Regions from separate parts of the Zea mays genome. Here region 2 is linked to region 1. Evidence: chromatin contacts called from public Hi-C data. All regions are on one chromosome and are shown on one strand. Each heading gives the region's core, a stretch centred on a gene start, on an enhancer-like site or on the middle of the called end of the contact. The rest is flanking DNA. Distances are from core to core; before and after follow the strand shown.

Region 1 (4,686 bases), core at 582-3,081:
ATTTCTTTTAACGATTAAGTTCTATCAGATAGCCTACTTCACCCCTTATTCGTTGGAGTGTTTTCTATACTATCACAAAAAGTTTTTCACCCTAGCTTATAACCTTGAATAGAGGTGCGCATAACCATCCTGAGCAGAGACACACATGGCATGAGAGTTGTATTGCCTAGGGTTTTCCAACCTTAGAGATGTCCTTGCCCAAGCCATTCCAGCACTAGACATCTTTGCCAAGAAGTCTTGTTGTATATCTTCGCATGTTGGAGCACCCAGACTTGGTCAAGCAGGATGCTTGGTCCCCGACCTAGTGTTCCCCTGAATCTAATCCCCTAACATAGAGGACTCTGAAGGTTAGGAGAGTCCCCGAGGCTGAGAAGGTCCAGGGTTCTAGTTCCTCGGCGTGGAGGGCGTTGAAGGCTAGGAGAGCCTAGGGACAAGAGGGCCTTAGGTTTTGGTCCTTAGTCTTAAAGGCCCTGGACTTAGCTAGAGCTAAACATGGCCCCTCGGGCGTGCGAGGCCTAGGGTACAAGGCTAGCATCAGCTAAGACTATTTCGACCTTTCTGTTGCTAGCGAGATCTACGGATGACATATTGCCAATATACAAATGCATGGCTTTCCACAAATATTGCCAATTTTCAATATCTTTTAGAACTACTAAGAGAGTACAATTACTACCACCATCTCAAAGGATACAGTTCTAAGTTTATATTGAGTCATCTATACAACTATACGTCTTTAAGTTTGACTAAGGGAGTGTTTGAATGCACTAGAGCTAATAGTTAGAGCAACTCCAATAGTTATGTAAATTTTAGCTCTCTAAATCACAGATTTAAGAAGTTGCTAAATGGCTTTTGGAGTAAAAGAATATGAGTTCTCCAATAGTTCTCTAAATATAAGTTGTAATTTTGTTTTGTATCTATCCACATAAAAAATAAGTCACAAAAACTATATAATGCAGTCAACATTTTTGTTTAGGGAGTTGTTAAATGGTTGCCAAATGTAGAGAGAAAATGAGGTTAGATGACAAGTTGTTAAAATTAGAAAGTTCATTTAGACATCTGTTGGAGAATAGTTTTCATATTAACTACCTAAATTATTGATTTAGGAAGTCTTTTAGAGAACTACTGAAGTTACTCTTAGTGGCTAAAATTAGTTGAGACATCCAAACATCCTAACTAATAATTCAGCTATTAGCTATTTTTGGTAAATTAGTTAATAGTTAGGTAGTTATTTTTTAGCTAGCTAATTTCACTAATCATTTTTAGGCAACTAACTATTAGTTCGAGTGCCCCCTAATATGATAAAAAATAGTATTAACACGTATGACCTTTTTAGGAGTACTATGCTACTATATTTAATAATAATTTAATAATGCTTATTCGGTGTTATATTATTATAAATATTAATATTTTTAATAGACCTAGTCAACCATGAACCGTTTAACTACTTGAGGAGGCATGATTTGTTTTTTTACTGACACAGTAGTATAATACTCCAATGCAAAGTCCAATTTCAAAGGTCGCATTTGTTGTCTGTAGCAAAAGGCCAAAAGGCAAGGAAAAGCCTGCAAGTGCAGAGACGCATGAGAGGTGACGGAGCACGAGCAACGCGCCAACGGCTCCCAAACGGCAAACGGCTATGCGATTTTGCTGTACTAGTACTAGAGGCCGGGTCAACAATGTCAATCTCCCAGCTCCCACCCATGGCGATAAAAAATAAAAAATAGAAATCCATCCAAAACCCAGCTCTGAACCGAACCGAACCGAACCCCGCCGTGCTCGCTTCCACTGCCTTCGATTCCTTTGGCTCTCTCTGTCGTTGGTCGTCCTCGCCCACCCCAACCAAAACCCCACGGACGGAACCCAAGAAAGAAGAGAGGGGCACGAGTCCCCATGAACGACGCCGGCGAGGCCGAGGCGCAAGAACTCGCCCCACCCGGCGCCTCCGCCGCCGCCGGCCTGCAAGGCAGGGCGGAGGTCGACACCTCGACGCCCTTCAAGTCGGTGCGCGAGGCCGTCGACCGCTTCGGCGGCAGCGCCGCCTGGAGCTCCGACCTCATCAAGCGTATGTTCGCGCTGCCCCCGAGCCCAAAGGTAGCCAATCTGTGCCCTCGCCCGGCGCCGCCGCCCCAAATGTTGTGTCTTGGATACCTACCTCTGGTAGAATCTTGCGTGTGGTGTGTTGTGTCGTGCTTTTGGTTGGTTCGCCGCTCGATTGTGTCGTCTGTGGTTCCTAGATTTGTGGGGAACACGGCGGATAGGTAAATTTCGCGTTGATATGTGCTTTCTCCTACTACCTTCTGCTGCAGAAGCAGGAGGGGGGCGACGAACTGGCCGATCTGGAGGAGCAGACCGCGCAGCTAGAGAAGGAGCTCGGCGTCAAGGAAAGGGAGACGCTTGATGTGCTCAAAGAGTTGGAGTCCACCAAGAAGGTGGTCGCAGATTTGAAGCTAAAGATACAGAACGAAGGTGCCGGTGCATTTTGCATCCCTGAAGAGAGTGTTCGGGGTCAAGCCGAGCTGCCCACTGCCGCTGAAGAGGTTGCAGAAGTGCAGCCTGAGAATGCTGAAACTGATGTGGTTATGGGCGCGCTTCATGTGCAGCTGCACCAGTCTCCTGGTACTTCAGTGCTGAAGGGCCTTGAGCAGGCAAAAGCCAATCTAAACAGGACCACGAGTGATCTTGCAGCTATAAGGGCCTCCGTCGAGTCGCTGCGGAACGACATTGCGAAAGAGAGAATCTTGGTGGAGAGAAGCCGAGAGAAGGTATGTGCCAACACGACACTGATTGCTTCTCTGGAGGATGAGCTGAACCGGACTGCACAGAAGCTGCAGACGCTGCGGGATCTGCAGAGGAGGCGTGACGATCAATCGGACATCTTCATAGAGATCAAGAAGATGACATCTGAGCTAGAGCAGCTCAGGAATGCAGCGAGTGCTGCCAAATCGGAAGCTGCTATGCTGTCTGCCGAAATTGAGCAGATGAGAGCTAGCATCGGCACTGCTGAGGTGAGGTGCCGTGCAGCCAGGAAGATAGAAGAGGCGGCAAGGGCAGCAGAAGCTCTTGCCCTTGCTGAAATCAAGATCCTACTACGCAATGAAGCTTCAGTTGAGGATCTTCAGGGCATGGAAGATGTGAGCCTTTCATTGGAAGAGTACTCTGAGCTTGCTGCCAAAGCTCAGGAGGCTGATGAACGCTCAAGAAAGAAAATCGATGCTGCAATGGTGCAGGTAGATGAAGCTAACAGGACAGAATCTGACTCCCTCAGAAAGCTGGAGGAAGCTCGATTACAGGTTGAGGAATGTAAGAAGGCGCTACAGGATGCCCAGAAGAGGGTGGATGCTGCTAACCGAGGGAAGAGCGCAGTAGAAGAGGCTCTTCGCAGATGTCGATCCACGACTGGACACAGGAGGAGGTCGGTCCATGACCCTCCCAGGTTCAAACATCCAGCTCCCCGTTCCAGAGATTCTCAGAATATGGATATCGTCGGTGTTTCAAAGGGTCCCTTGAAACCAACGTTGTCAATAGGGCAGATACTGAGTATGAAGCTAATGGGACCAGATGGGTATGACAAAAGCGTCTGGGACGACGCAAGCGAAGCTTCTACTATGTCGCTCGGACATATCCTGAACCGCAGGCATGCAGTCGTGTATAGCAGCGATGCAACTGCTCAGAAGAAATTCCCAGGGAAGAGGAAGAAGTTTGCCTTTACAGGACTCTCTATTTTCTTGGCGAGACAGGCCAAGAGGAAGAAGGAAAAGGGATCGCATTAGAAACTGCTGAAGCCAACTTGGGCTGGGAAAAGAGAAGCATTGTAGTCTACCTTGCTAGCTGTTAACTCAGACCCTAGTGTTACTGTTCTTGTAATTTACTAGTATGTGTCGTTGATAGGTGCCTAGATCATTGGTTTTTCCATAGCAGGCTAGTAAGTTGTAGCTGATATTTCTGTCTAGTGGTTATTTCAGGTGCTGTGTGAACTTGCAATGTAGCAGTATGACTAGTAGCTGATATCAAGTATATGAGGCATATGTGGTTCACTGAGATTGGAATCTTCTTCTCTGCTACATGATTTCACAACTGATACCTCTCTGTTTTGTGAACTTGGTCTTTTCAACCATGGTTCTAACCTGTCTTGATGAAACGCGTGCTTGCATGTCCTTCAAGAAAATAAGAAAAAAAAACTTTCTCACTTCATTTGTTCAGTCCACCCTTTGTTTGGTTTTTCTCATGGATGGGTGGATACGGTTCTCTACTTCTCTTGGTTGGGATAAGACCTTATAGATTCAGGTGATCGGGATACGATCGATCAATATGGTTTATATGATGAACCCATGGGATAAGCTTGGTTGGTCTGCTATAAAAATAGCCAAGCATTCTTGAACAAATAACCTGAAAAAAATCTAGGTACAACAAGCGTCGATATGTCCGAGTGGTTAAGGAGACAGACTTGAAATCTGTTGGGCTACGCCCGCGCAGGTTCGAACCCTGCTGTCGACGCAATATGTTTTTTTTGTGTTAACTCTTGTTGAGCATTGGACTGGGCCTTTTGTCATCCTGGGCCTGATTCGTCGAACTATTATTGTGCTAACAAATATTTTATTTTATGTACCGCAATACCCCCAAGAGAAGCCTTCAAATCGTATTTCTATTCGAATATCTCGTTTGGAGTCCAGACCAAGAAAAAACAAC
Region 2 (4,686 bases), core at 585-3,084, 180 kb after region 1:
GAGACACCTTTACAAACTAAGGCACTAACTAAAATGGGGGCAGACCTAGTGCCAGAGGGTCCCACATAAGTGGGGTCTAGAGAAGGGATAAAGTGATAAACCACACATGAGTGATAAACCGAGGCAAGACTTCACTATAGATGCTAGGGCTGGAAAAAAGCTCGAGGTTCGCGAGCTAGCTCGAGCTAAGAGCGGCTCGCGAGCCGAGCCTATTTTTTGAGCTCGTTAGAGCAGCGAGCCGAGCTGGCTCGTTTAGGCTCACGAGCTATGCCAAATTAATCAATTTGCAAAATAACAATAGACATTGTATAATTCTATAGATAATAGACTCATTTCTTAGCTTTTTATGATGAATATATGACAATTCATAAGTTAAACTACTCATGATATTGAATTATGATTTTATATTCCACATTTATATATTTTTAATTTATTTTATAATGCAATAATATTACCAAGGTGCGGTGCGGCTCGCGAGCCAACTTCGAGCCGAGCCTGATTCTTGAGCTCGGCTCGGCTCGTCTCGTTTCCACTTTCCAGCCCTAATAGATGTGGAGAGGTTGCTTCAAACCTGCGACCTGGTGATTTAGTGAGACAGCTCTCACCACTGCACCCACCAGGCCTTCCCTTCGATTAAGACACTAACTAACGAAACAAAAAAATGACATCTCAATAACTTCTAGGGTCAGTTGGAAACATGCCACTCAAAATTTTGAAAAAAAAAAATAGAAACTAGTTCATTTCCATGCCACTCCATGGAGTCAAAATGAATTAGACGTCTAATTTTGTAAAAGTTAGGTGTCATGCATACAATAAATCCTAACTTTTATGGGTGCTTGCTTTCACTTGGAAAGAAACCTAGTACGCGACAAGGACGAACTAGCTATCCAATTCAGTTGGTCACCTTGCTGCAACCCTATCCAATAAGCTGCCTTTCATTATCCAGATGATTACAGATGACGTCTCAAGTAGTTGGCAAGACTTACAGGTGGCGATGCTTCTTTTTTCATTTTGATGCACGTAATATCAAAAGTTATTAAGCATTATGCGTCTTTTTCATCGATATAGATCACAAAAAGTAGGAATAATCTCACCTGCAACCCTACCAACCAAGCAACTACCAGTGCAGTGGTACCTAGTAGTGCCAGAATGCGAGGACGGTGGCAATGGAAGTATGGTAAAGGGCTAAAGGCGTCACCTTTTGGCGCGCTTGGGGTCGATGGCAGCGAGCTCGGCAAGCTGCTCGGAAGACATGGCCTTCTTGGCCTCCATCACCTCTCCAAACATGCCTCCGCCGCCGTCCTGCTGCCCGGCCAGGCCACCGGCGGCAGCCCCCATCCCGAAGCCGTCAAAGGAGGCGCTGTGGCGGTGCTTGGCTGGGCGCGGCGGCGAGGAGGTCTCGGCGGCACGGTCGCGGTCGGCGCCGGCGATCTTGTCCATGTCCATGAAGGTGGAGAAGAGGTCGTCCTCGGAGCCGATCTCGTCGAAGCCGCCGCCCACGCCGCCGGCCAGGTCGTCCGAGAAGCGAAAGGCCACCTCAGATCTGGCGCGGCGGTGGTGACTCGCGCGCGGCGGGGGCAACCCGGCGGCCGACGGCGCAGGCGGCCCGCCCGGGACCGGCGGCAGCGGGCAGGGCAGGTTGAGGTTGGGGCTCCGCGCAGGCGAGCGCTGCGGCGGGTCGCCGGGCTTCGGCGGCATCGCCATTGCGACGGGCAGGTCCGCTCCTCTCTGCCTCTCTCGCTCTCTCTGGTCGGCTACTCGGCTGGGTTGCTTGGCTAGCTGCTCTGCTAGCTACTAGCTAGGCAGTGGCGTGTTGGGTTCTGAAAGAGAGTGCGGGATCTGGGATTGGGAACGAAGGAGGTGGGGCCCCCGTAGTCATGTGTACCTCACACGGACACAGGACCATGTCGTCGCCCACGGGAGCGGCTGGCTTCTTTCCTTTCGGGCTTCACTGGGCTGGACACATCTTTTGGAGTAGAGTTTTTTTTTAGAATAATAAATGGGCTGGATGAACCTGACCTGTGGTGGGGGTGCAATGTTGCTCACAGGCCAGCCTTGGAGCAGTAAAAAAAGGAGCAGCTAATCATAAGTTGTTTTTTTTTGACGGTTTTGAAACAGCTGAGTTATATTTTGTTCGAAAGAAAAATGTGTTAAAATATTACATGGAAGAAGATCAGAAACAATCAGGTGAACCTAGCCTTTTTTCCTAAACAAAAAACAAGCATGTCTTGGATCGGAGTTCTATTAGAAAAAAGTAGTGCATTTTTGTTACCACTTCAGATTGTACATACCAAAGGGGAGTACAATTTTGGAGGGTCTAAAATTTTTGTTTCCTCCTTTTGGGTTGCGCAAGACTGATACTTTCAGCACCAGTAAAAAGAACTTGCTCTAGACTGATACTTTCAGGTTCTCACTCTGTATGAGTTATTGAAGCCAATGTTTAAGCGTCAGATTACAACACCAACCAACACAAGCCTCATACGTACACGTAAGTTACTCCCAGCCTCCAGGAGAAGCAGCTCCATGAAAAAAAATCACGTCAAGTAGCGGCGGCAGCGACGGCGTCGTCGTCGTCGTCGGCAGCCTTGTCCTGCTGGTTCTCGCCAGCCTCGTCGACGGCCATGGCGTTCGGTTCCCGCTCTGCCGATGCTGATGGGACGAGGCCCTCGTTGGACGTCCGCTCCTCACTCTCCACCAGAGCCGGAGGAGGGACCGTGGCCGTGCTGGAGCTGCCACCACCTTGCTCCCCCACCAGGCTCGTCAGGCCATTCTGCTTCATGTAGTTGTCAAGCGGCCGGCCCGCCACTTCCAAGAGACCCATCATGCTCACCGGCCGGGGCTGCTGCTGCGCAGCCTGGACGGCAGGGGCAGCAGGGTGGAGGTTGAGGTCGACGTCGATGTGCCCCTGCTTGTTCACGTCGGACACCTTGTCCAACATGGTCGCCGTCACATCACTGTTGTCTCGGGTGCTGTCAAGCGTCTGCGGGGATCTCGACAGGCTGCTCCCCTCAGGCTCGTCTCTGTTCACCCATGCGATCTTCTTGCCGGCCTCCGCCTCCTCGCGCTCCGACTGCCGCTGCTTCTTCCTCATCATCAGCGTCTTGAACCGGCGCCTGACCGTCATGCACACGTTGCAGGTGCACGCGGGGCTGTGCTTCGGGCCCTTGCCGCTGGGCGGCTGGATGCACACGATGCATGTGCAGCCAGGGCGATGTCGGGGGTGCTTTGTGGTTGTCGCCACTGAGGCGCTGCCTTGGTTCCCGACTTCGCCAAATACTGCGGCGGTGGCGAAAGCATCAAGGCTGGATGCATCCATTTCAGCGACGTTCAGCTTCAGACCATAACTGCCCTTTCGCCTCCTCATTTCTGCAATATACATGCATTGTATGAGCTCCTCCCCTCTACAAAGTCCTGACGAAGTTGACTTATCAAAATACATCATGCCTCACTTCCTCTCAAACCAATGGACTGTTAGATCGGTATGGCAAAGAGTTATGAATCATTGCACAGAGTTCCCATTTCAAACAAAGGTCAGGTAAGCTATCCCAGTGCCCTTCCTTATATGGCACATCGGCATCTTGAAATTTTGTTGTAATATAAAGAAGATTGCCCTAGTGGAAAAAGACCTCCCCTGAGGCATTGCAGAAAATTACTCAAACTGAAGGTTTGAGAAAAGATACCGAAAGCTGGCTACCCCAGACAGCAAGGGGCCTTTTTTTCATGCAATCCAGGGTTGAACCCTGACCGGCAGCCTCCCACTGGAGGTCCTACCACTGTGTTTGAAAATTTTGTTATCAAGGTCAGTAAACATATGTAAATCGTACCTTCATACTGCTGCAGAACACTTTGCAACTCTCTTGGGGTCAACTCTTCAGGCGCAGAGCAGGAGCAGCTGCAACAGTTGAATTTAAAGTACAATGAGAATAAGTAGGAGTAACAAAAGTAAGGCTAGAGCAGTCCAGCAACGGAGTAAGGGACAGTGTCACAGACCGAATGGCCTCCGGCAAGAGATAGTGTGAAATACGTACATGCCTAGATAGGGTCTCAAAAAAAACAAGGGACAGTATCACAGACAATTGGCCTGATGCCAAAAAGTTTTTCCAATACGAATTGTTGAGAGGGATACGAGAGAAAAGAGCATATTTCAAAGTACATGGATTAATCTAGCAAATCAAGGATCAAGTGTGACTGAAATTCTGGATTGACCAAGACTGTAACATGGAATGAAACAGATGAAGTCCATATAAAATTCATTGTTCCACACCAATAAGATCATCACACCAAAGTTTCAGAATTTTTAAGGCTAAAGATTGATCGGATCACACATCGCACAACACATCAACAGAGAACACAATATAACATTACCATTTTGAGTCCCATGAGTTGTCGGTGCATGTCCATTTGGGCGCAACAATAACATTAAGAGGCAACCGGCGCCATTTTGAGCAGTCGTCACATTGAATCCACTGATCTTGTTCCCTACAAATACAAAATAGGAAATTTGACATAATTGGCACACTGATGTCAAGTCGCCAATAGATGAATGAATGTCACAACTTTGGACAACTTTTTCAATTTAGACAACAAACCCTCAAACGGTATGATCACTAATGCAATATGCTGAATAGCTGAATGAACGTCACAACTTTTTAAAATGGTCTTTTTCATTTCCACTTCTTAAAGCAT

Evidence for each region. A called contact is a pair of places that touch in the nucleus more often than the background predicts.
Region 2: a contact with region 1 is called in a Hi-C map of leaf, with 6 times the contacts expected there. The contact joins the promoter of LOC100502357 here to the promoter of LOC100277855 in region 1. A contact is called at or near these places in 3 of 25 Hi-C or Micro-C datasets (bundle sheath and leaf).

What each region holds. Positions count from the first base shown.
Region 1 is chr2:223,602,043-223,606,728 of Zm-B73-REFERENCE-NAM-5.0, forward strand. LOC100277855 reads left to right here and starts at 1,832. Exons shown (of 2, transcript NM_001151315.1): 1 at 1,832-2,091; 2 at 2,307-4,061. The coding sequence starts at 1,891. The coding sequence ends at 3,770. TRNAS-UGA (transfer RNA serine (anticodon UGA)) reads left to right here and starts at 4,413; the gene lies at 4,413-4,494.
Region 2 is chr2:223,779,710-223,784,395 of Zm-B73-REFERENCE-NAM-5.0, forward strand. It overlaps LOC100502357 (basic leucine-zipper 52), which reads right to left and starts at 1,835. Exons shown (of 4, transcript NM_001196835.1): 1 at 1,199-1,835. The coding sequence starts at 1,704. LOC100216901 reads right to left here. Exons shown (of 12, transcript NM_001359517.1): 10 at 4,366-4,479; 11 at 3,825-3,892; 12 at 2,249-3,366. The coding sequence ends at 2,540.